Regions from separate parts of the Columba livia genome. Here region 2 is linked to region 1. The links are chromatin contacts, called in public Hi-C maps. All regions are on one chromosome and are shown on one strand. Each heading gives the region's core, a stretch centred on a gene start, on an enhancer-like site or on the middle of the called end of the contact. The rest is flanking DNA. Distances are from core to core; before and after follow the strand shown. Region 1 overlaps SGK1 (serum/glucocorticoid regulated kinase 1). Region 2 has its middle 150 kb from the start of ALDH8A1.

The links. Hi-C and Micro-C count contacts between places; a contact is called where the count stands out from the background.
Region 2: a contact with region 1 is called in a Hi-C map of liver, with 4 times the contacts expected there. The contact joins two enhancer-like sites. A contact is called at or near these places in 2 of 2 Hi-C or Micro-C datasets (crop and liver).

Annotation. Positions count from the first base shown.
Region 1 is chr3:59,518,522-59,522,795 of bColLiv1.pat.W.v2, reverse strand. It overlaps SGK1 (serum/glucocorticoid regulated kinase 1), which reads left to right. Exons shown (of 14, transcript XM_065057052.1): 7 at 194-277; 8 at 381-512; 9 at 797-909; 10 at 1,118-1,241; 11 at 1,570-1,665; 12 at 1,765-1,920; 13 at 2,027-2,116; 14 at 2,836-4,087. The coding sequence ends at 3,003. Among named protein-coding and RNA genes, the nearest start is that of SLC2A12, 29 kb to the right of the region's middle. Within about 2 kb of position 1,820, at least 1 of the 3 cell types and tissues checked has an H3K27ac peak away from gene starts, as active enhancers do.
Region 2 is chr3:59,752,538-59,756,811 of bColLiv1.pat.W.v2, reverse strand. No RefSeq gene overlaps it. Among named protein-coding and RNA genes, the nearest start is that of ALDH8A1, 150 kb to the left of the region's middle. Within about 2 kb of position 2,146, at least 1 of the 3 cell types and tissues checked has an H3K27ac peak away from gene starts, as active enhancers do.

The DNA of each region.
Region 1 (4,274 bases), core at 571-3,070:
ACTATTAAGCTGCCAGAGGCAGCTGCCAGAGGCTTAATAGTGTTTAGGCATTTCCAGCAAAGGACTTGCACGTTGAACCAAAGGGATGTAAAAGTGCTCAGCAGTTCAGTCAGTAAAGGCTTGTTTCCAGTTGTGTTTACAAGCTGTTCTGTATTTCAGCATTGCTCAGTTCTGGAATTTTATCCTCTTTCAGGTTCTCCTTGCACGACATAAGGCAGAAGAGCAGTTCTATGCTGTTAAAGTCCTGCAGAAAAAAGCAATCCTGAAGAAGAAGGAGGTAAGCTGCTTCTTCCTGATGCCATTGTGATGTACACAAAATATATTTTTACTGCTGTTACTAAGCAAGTGTACTAAACATTGATAATTTCTTATGTTTTCAGGAGAAGCACATTATGTCAGAACGTAATGTCCTGCTGAAAAATGTGAAACACCCCTTCCTGGTTGGGCTGCACTTTTCCTTCCAAACTGCAGACAAATTGTATTTTGTCCTAGACTACATCAATGGTGGAGAGGTAAGCAGTAAGAAAATGAAATAGTATTTCCTATCATGTGCACAGTGGTAGGGTAGACTTTTTCACCCTTCCTTTTAAATAAAAAAGAGTTGCAAGGGGAAAAGTCATGGGGGAAAAGTTACTAGATTGAGTGTTTCCAGCCTGCCAGGTTTTGAACTACCAAAGGATCATTAGGCCATTTCCTGCTATTGTTCTCCCTGGCTATATATGTTGAGTCTAATTAAGTGCATTGTTAACAGGCTTTGGCGCCGTTTAAACAACTTTGTTCTCTCTGTCTCCTGTAGTTGTTCTACCATCTCCAGAGGGAGCGTTGCTTCCTGGAGCCAAGAGCTCGATTTTACACTGCTGAAATCGCCAGTGCACTGGGCTACCTGCACTCCCTGAACATTGTTTATCGGTAAGCAATCTTGTGCAGCTTGGCAGACTGAAAAAAAGAAAAAACGTGCTTTGTTGAATAAACATTGACAAGTTGAACTCAATGTGAGTTCAGAATTGCTTTTAATATTTTTTCGTGGCTTAGTGAGGTTCTGTAAGCAATTGCACTTGAAATAGTCTCGCTGTAGGTCCTCTAACAAGCCCTTGTCTTCTTTCATCTCTTCCTACAGAGACTTGAAGCCGGAGAATATTCTGCTTGATTCACAGGGGCACATTGTCTTGACTGACTTTGGACTCTGCAAAGAAAACATAGAGCACAATGGCACGACCTCCACCTTCTGCGGCACACCGGAGGTACGGGCAGCCCGCGGCATGCAGAGTGGCAGCAAGCGCTGTTTTCGTCAGTGAAACCTGACGTGTCCCATGTATATTTCTGGCTTGTTAGACAAGCAAGGGGGTATTATGGGTCTTGTAATATCATGCTGCCAGTGAGGATATGTAGGGCTTGTTAAGCAGGAGAGGACAGTTTTTGAGCTGCCTCCCTGTTTATAAAGAGCTTGTAGCCCTCCAGTAGCTTAGATATTGCTGGGATTCGGTAAGCTGCTTTCATTCAAGAATGAGAGGCTTTCCTAATTGTAAAGATCTCTTTGGTTAATGTGGCTCTCTTCCTTTTCTTACACAGTATCTTGCTCCTGAAGTTCTCCATAAGCAGCCCTATGACCGGACTGTGGACTGGTGGTGCCTTGGAGCAGTCCTGTATGAGATGCTTTATGGCCTGGTAAGCAGTGAATCCTTCATGACAAATCAAACTAGCTTACTTGTCCTTCTCCCTCAAGAAGCCTCATTAACCCAGATCTCTCCTTTCCTATTCCTACAGCCGCCCTTCTACAGCAGGAACACGGCAGAAATGTACGACAACATCTTGAACAAACCCTTGCAGCTGAAGCCAAATATTACCAACTCTGCTAGACATCTCCTGGAAGGCCTCTTGCAGAAGGACAGGACAAAGAGGCTTGGTGCCAAGGAGGACTTTGTAAGTGGAAACCAGCTGGTGCCTGTGGGCAGCACAGAAGGGTGACTAGGCCATACTGCTTACATTAGCTTGGGTCTGAATTAATCTATTTTTCTCTCTGTAACAGATGGAGATTAAGAATCACATCTTCTTCTCCCCAATTAACTGGGATGATCTCATTAATAAGAAGATTACGCCCCCTTTTAACCCAAATGTGGTATGTATCACTTCTAATTATAGAATGTATGGAGAGTGTCTTTTTCCCCCTTGTCTTCATGTTGTGCCCAGGAGCTGGGGGCAACTGGCTGGATGGGTGTGTACGGGGAACACAGCTTTTCCTTCCCCTGTGGCTGAACCAGGAAGATTAAAAATAAGCAAGTAGCTGATGGAGCATATGAATTTAGCTGGGTTTTTTGGCCTATCACATGCTTCATTTGCATGGCTATTTTAAAGTCATCCCCAGCATCCCCATTTTATCCAAGGGGAAGGTAAGGTGTAGAAAGCAAGTAGCTTCTAAGGGCAGAGTGGCATTTGGCTTGTTAGATACTAATACCTAAAGAGGGAGATCTGGTTGTGGAGGTTGTTCTCTTTCACTTTCTGAGCATTTTATAACCTAAATTTAGTAACTAGCCCAGAGATCAAAGTCTTCCCCTGCAAACTGCTGCATGGCAGAGTGGCATGTTTGCATTGTTGCATGAGCTTAGTTGGGGGATAGTGCATTAAAACTGAATCATCTTGGTTTTAGTGAGACAACATGCAGCAGGAGACAAAAAAAAAAAGACTAAAACTGTCAAAGACTCTTAAAACAGTGGGCCCAAGGTGATAACACTGTGAGTCTCTGCACAAGGGTGCTTGTCCCCATTTTGACTTGAACTGTGCACTCACAAAACATTTGTGTCTAACTGTTGTATCTTTCATTTTCTGCTCTTTCCACAGAGTGGCCCCAGTGACCTGCGACACTTTGATCCGGAGTTTACAGACGAGCCAGTCCCCAGTTCCATCGGCCAGTCCCCAGACAGCATCCTCATCACTGCCAGCGTCAAAGAGGCTGCTGAGGCTTTTTTGGGCTTCTCATATGCCCCACCTGTGGACTCTTTCTTGTGAACATTTTTCTTTTTCTTTTTTAATAATAATAACTATTATTTTTATTTTTGTTTGGCCTTCTGGTGAAACTGCCAGTTGACCGGTCATTTTGAAAGAGAATTTGCACATTTCTACCATGGCAGCTTTGCAGCCTTAATTTCAACTACACTGTTTGCTGGAAGCTTTTTTGAAGAGCACATCACTCTCTAAATGAGCTTTACAGGCTTTTCATTTCCATTCGTTCTTCCCCAAAAGTGGTGCTGTCTCCTTGGGAAAGAAAAACAAGAGTGACTGCTGCCACAGACTGCTATGGCAGATCGTAGGAGTAAGAACAAGCTGTTTTGAAATCGTGCTCCGAAAAGCCTTGCCTGAAGATCTATCTGAACGTGATGAGGATTTTATGAAATGTGCCTTTTTCTGATGAGATCTCGTGAGCTCCAAAGCTTTCCCTGTTGCAGAGTGTGTTTCTCAGTTCATTTATGTGGGTTTACTATGTGAACAAATGGTATGTGTGTGGTCTGCGTACTACAGATGGACTTAGTTTAAAGCATCAGTGTGACACTTGCAGGATACCACAATGTGGGGCATTGTTTCTTTCTTCCATATTTGGAAGATAAATTAAGTGTAATTTTGAAATTTCTTTTGTAAATCTATACAGTCAACTAAAATTATTGAAATGGGCTCACAATTACTTGTATCCAAATGCTTGAAGAAAGCATTGCTGCTATGAAAAAAGATTTCTATTTTTAGAAAGGGTTTTTATGGACCAAAATGCCCCAGCTGCAGTCGGTCAAAGCTGTTGGATTATTTTTTCTTTTTTCTTTTTTTTTTTGTTTTGTTTTGTTTTTGGTTTTTTTTTTGTTTGTTTTAAAGATGTCATCTGTAAAATGGGCATTATTTATGGTTTTGGGGTTTAGGGGTTTTTCATTCCTGATTGTATGTATTGTAAATCTGTACATTCAGTTATAACTCTAGATGTATATTTAAACTTACAGACTTACTTGTAATGTATACCATCATTATAATGTAATATAATTAACATGGTTATATGTATCATATTTTTTGTGACCAAACCCATTGGTTTGCAGTAAAATCCTGAAAAATACTTCCATAAACTCTGTCATCTTTTATTTTAAAAGAAAGGTTTTCTCTCTAAAATTTTAGCCAGCTTTTAAAAAAAATTAAGAACAAATCTGAGCTACCAGTCAGCTAAGATATCTGTGTAATTCTACTCCATCAAACTGCACCCGTTCAAGTCTTTTCATGGATACACCTTGGCAAAATACTTGGTC
Region 2 (4,274 bases), core at 897-3,396, 230 kb before region 1:
ACTGTGATATTGTTCCCATGCCATGCTGACGTTTAGTGCTGCCTGATGCTGGAAGTGCCAGCTCCAGCAGCTCAAGGTGGTGTAGCCTGACACCCTCTGTTTATGCCCCTCTGCTTTTCTTGTGGAGAACATTACTTTGCCTCTGCTCATTGCCATGTCTCCATCATCCTGAACAGCTTCTTCTTGGCTCTTTATTGAGTTTGGAAATGCTGTTCTTATTGCTTTATGACCTGAAATATAAACCCTTATTCTCTGTCTGATCTTTTTCCTCATGTTGTTTCTTCACCAAATGGAGGTGAGAGGTACCAACCTAATTATAGCCACTCACTGCTCAGGTTCCCATTTTTACCATTTATTTCCTTAAAAAAAGTCTCTACATACATCTGCAGAAAAATCCCAACAAACTGAATGGCAAGCACCAGGAGCGACAGCTTGGAGTGGCATTATCTGCATCTGCCCCTCGATGTTGACAGGCACCTGTCAGGTGAGATTTAAGAACACCCTTGAACTTGGAGCACATCAACAGCTCTGTGGGTTACCCACACTCCCATGAGATTTCTTCAGGAGAAATAAAGCTACAGGTCACATCCTCCCACCCTGTCACATACTGGAAGACATGTCTACCACCCACAAATAAAAAAGCTGAAAAAAATGTCACAGAAGGTTTGGCTGAAGGTTTGTTTGCTACTGGTACCCAGAAATGTAGGAAGAAATTTGTCTGTAACCTCTGCAGTAGAGGACCTAGGCAGAGGATGCTTCTAAAATGGGAACAGTCTGGTAGAATGAGATTAACCTTTGGCACACCTGTTCATAAACTGTACTCATGCTTTTGGGGTGTTGCTGAGAAGAAACTGGAGATGGACTCGTTCTATGTGACTTGGAGCAGCTGTGTAAGGAAACGGCATTGGGGCTGGTGGCTGCAGGAGTGCGTTTGTGCTGGGGCCAGCATCGCTGCGTGGCTCTGCTTGCGAGCTGCAAAAACAACCAACAGGCCTATTATTGTTGTTATTATTGGAGGGGTTAAGAAAATGGGATGTATCCATGCCGGCACTGAAAAGCATTAACAGTCTCCTTAGTTTACCTACTGTTCTCAATAACATAATACGTTTTCAAAAGATTCTGCATGATTGTCACATTTTGAAAACATCAGAAATTATTTCCCAGAAGTCTTTCTTTTCAAAATTGGTTGGTTAAAGGTGGCATCAATTATATTCATGTTGCTTTAATAAACAGGCCATTAACAGACATTGTGACAGCACAGTAATGCTTTACCCAGCAATTCAACTTATGATTATGCTGTACTGTTTTATAATGACCTGAAATTGTGTATTGAACAGGAACATATATTGTTTTAATTATCCTGATGACACAACCAGCTTTATAAAACTCACTGCAGGTTCATCAATTCAGAACCAGGTATAATTCACATTGGGCACAGGAAAAACACTTAAAAATATCATGGCATCATTGTTAACAATCATTGCTCATATGTTCTTTAAACACAATAAAAGGATCATGTAATATTTAACGTTGCTAACGCTGGAGGGTTTCTGCTTTTCCCAGGTGGATAGAACAGTTTTATACAGTTTCCCAGTGTGTCTATTCAGCTCAACAGCAGCGAGCCTACCTCTGCAGGTGGCAGGTTGGCTTTCAAACCTATGGCATTACCTTGCACAACCTTCCTTGTCTGCCTGTACAGGGCTGTGGCATAAGGTTAAGTGCTGGGAGAGTGCAGCTAATAGCTAATAACCAAGAAAGGCTGTTGAATCTCCATCTCTGGAGGCTCCAGGAACCGCTGGGACACATCATGAATGGTGTAGGTCAGTCCTGGGATAAAAGTGATCTTTTCTGTGTCCTGCCCCTCTTTAAATTCCATGATATTATAATAGTTTTTATTGTATTTGAACCCCTGCTTGACCAGTACACGTGGCCTGTCAGGATTTTTACGGAGGAATCTGCCTTTTTGGTCTTAGTCTGAGACACTTTTAATTGGAAACGAACTGTAATATCCTATTCATATGCACCCCTAGTTTCACTCACCTGAGGCTGTGCCTGTGGAGTGCTTCCCAAGGCCCTACTTGCAGACACTGATTTTTGCAGTCTGTTGTGAAATCTTTACACTGAGAAGCTGTATGCAGAGTACTGGCTGTAACATAGTTACACTGTTGTATACAAATAAATCACTTTAAGCTATACTGCACTGTAGCTCAGAATTTCCAAAGCACACCTGGAACACCAACATAATATCATTTCAATAGAATTTAATGAGGCTGTAACTCAGGAGACAGCTAGTGAGAATAACTATAATGGAAGAGCAAAACTTTGGTTTCCTGGATCCTAAAATAGATTTCATGGCTTTAATGGATGTTCTTCTGAATATATGTCGGACAAAAGGCACATTTGTTTTTACATTTCTTTCTCTGCTGCTTGCCTGATATGCCTCATATCTTTTTCTCATCCTCATTTGTTCTTTGACTTTTGCCCTCCTTTTATGAGTTCCCCTTATGCTCCCATATTATACTGGTTCACAAAAGTTCACTCATAAAAATTTCAGTATTTACCTCGTGCAACTTTCTTATTATATCTTCTCTGAATGTACTGTACGTTTCTGATTCCAGAGTAGTACAAGATGTTCAGAATACCTGGGTGACAAAGTGCATGCATGTATCTGGGATTACATGCACACACACAACACTTATGGAGTTCTTTTAAATTATGCTTACACATCAAAGTACTGAAGTATTTTAGCTTTTTCATCTGTCATATTTGTTTTTAAACTAAACAAATGTGATTGTGAGTGATGTGACCTTGCTTCTTAAGTTCATTGGAACGATGATTCCCAGTGAAATCATACTTTGCCTTTTTATATTTGCTCATTTAATTAATCTACTGAAGTTTTACTTGGTGATGCCCACCCTGATCTACAGCTCAAGGCATGTCACCTCGTTTGGTCAGTAGCAAGTTTGCTTTGTTCTTCCAGTAAATACAAAAATGACACTTTTGAATGGGATACGGTTCTGTATGGTTCTTTACGGTGTACATATATGGTCCAAAGTGCATATTGGATTCCTCCAGGATGGTGGAATCAGGACCAAATAAAATATTTTGCAGATATATAATATACGTGGTGTTATATATAATAGCATTTATCACGGTATAATATATATTATTAATAAACTGTTATAAAATACATAAAGATTTCATTTCATAAATGGGTGTATGTAAAGAAAAGGTCAACAAATACAGTTTTTTCCTTCCTAAATCACATGTGGTTGTGTGGCTCTAGAACAGTGGTAAAATCCTCAGTCCCCACAGCTCTCTTCCACTGCACAAGAGAGATGCAGATTTTTTTTTCAGTCATAGGTCTAAAGTTTCCTGTAGCAGGGTGGAAGGATTCTGTAGTTTGCGGTATATGGATGCAAGCGAACAGAGGGCTCCTCTAAATGTTTATTGCCTGTGAGTGGGTGGCAAAATGGGAGGACTGGTTTTTCTGTACAACACATTAAATCTGCTCCAGTCCCGTGTTTACCAGAGGTTCCTGAATATCAGCTTCTACAGTTCTAGATTCAGAGACATGCAAATAATAGTTAAACTATTGTTGAAGTGCAACAACTTTACATTTTCTTTCACTTTTACTTTAAATTACAGCTTTCATAACTTTTATCTTTTGTTGCTCTCTGTAGGCAGCAGGGTGTCTGGTCAGAGATCTGCATTGAAATGGGCATAAATATATGGGTTGTTTTGATATTAGAGTCCTCAGTTTTAACTTTTCATCTATTATTCTTTTTTTATATTTAGTTAAATCCACTCTTACTGTCCTCTTAAAATTCTAGAGGTTTGAAAAGGTCTCTGATTCACTGTGGCACCACTTCAGTATAATGCCAGCGTCAGTTAACTCATACATGAATAGTCACAGCTTTCATGGAATAAAGGAGTGCAAGAGACAGGAGAAAAATGAACTGCCATCTCTCCCAGGCCACCTGCCTGCACCAGAGGAGATGAGAGAGAAATTCCAGGGCAAGCTATTTTTTAAAGCTAGCACAGCAAATTCATTCAGAAGACAATACTTTGTAAGTCATTACAAAGGTCAGATCAGTTTGTCCTCTTAGGTATTAAATATGACGCAGCCACTTTCAAAATCCATCTGCCAGCAACACCAAGTTATTAAATTCCTTTCTCCTGCTCCCTCATGTAGCTTCCCTGTAACACCCAGATGTCTGCCTGTTCTTTCCGCCTCTGTGAGCAGCCAGAACATCCCTGAGGTCAGCGGCAGC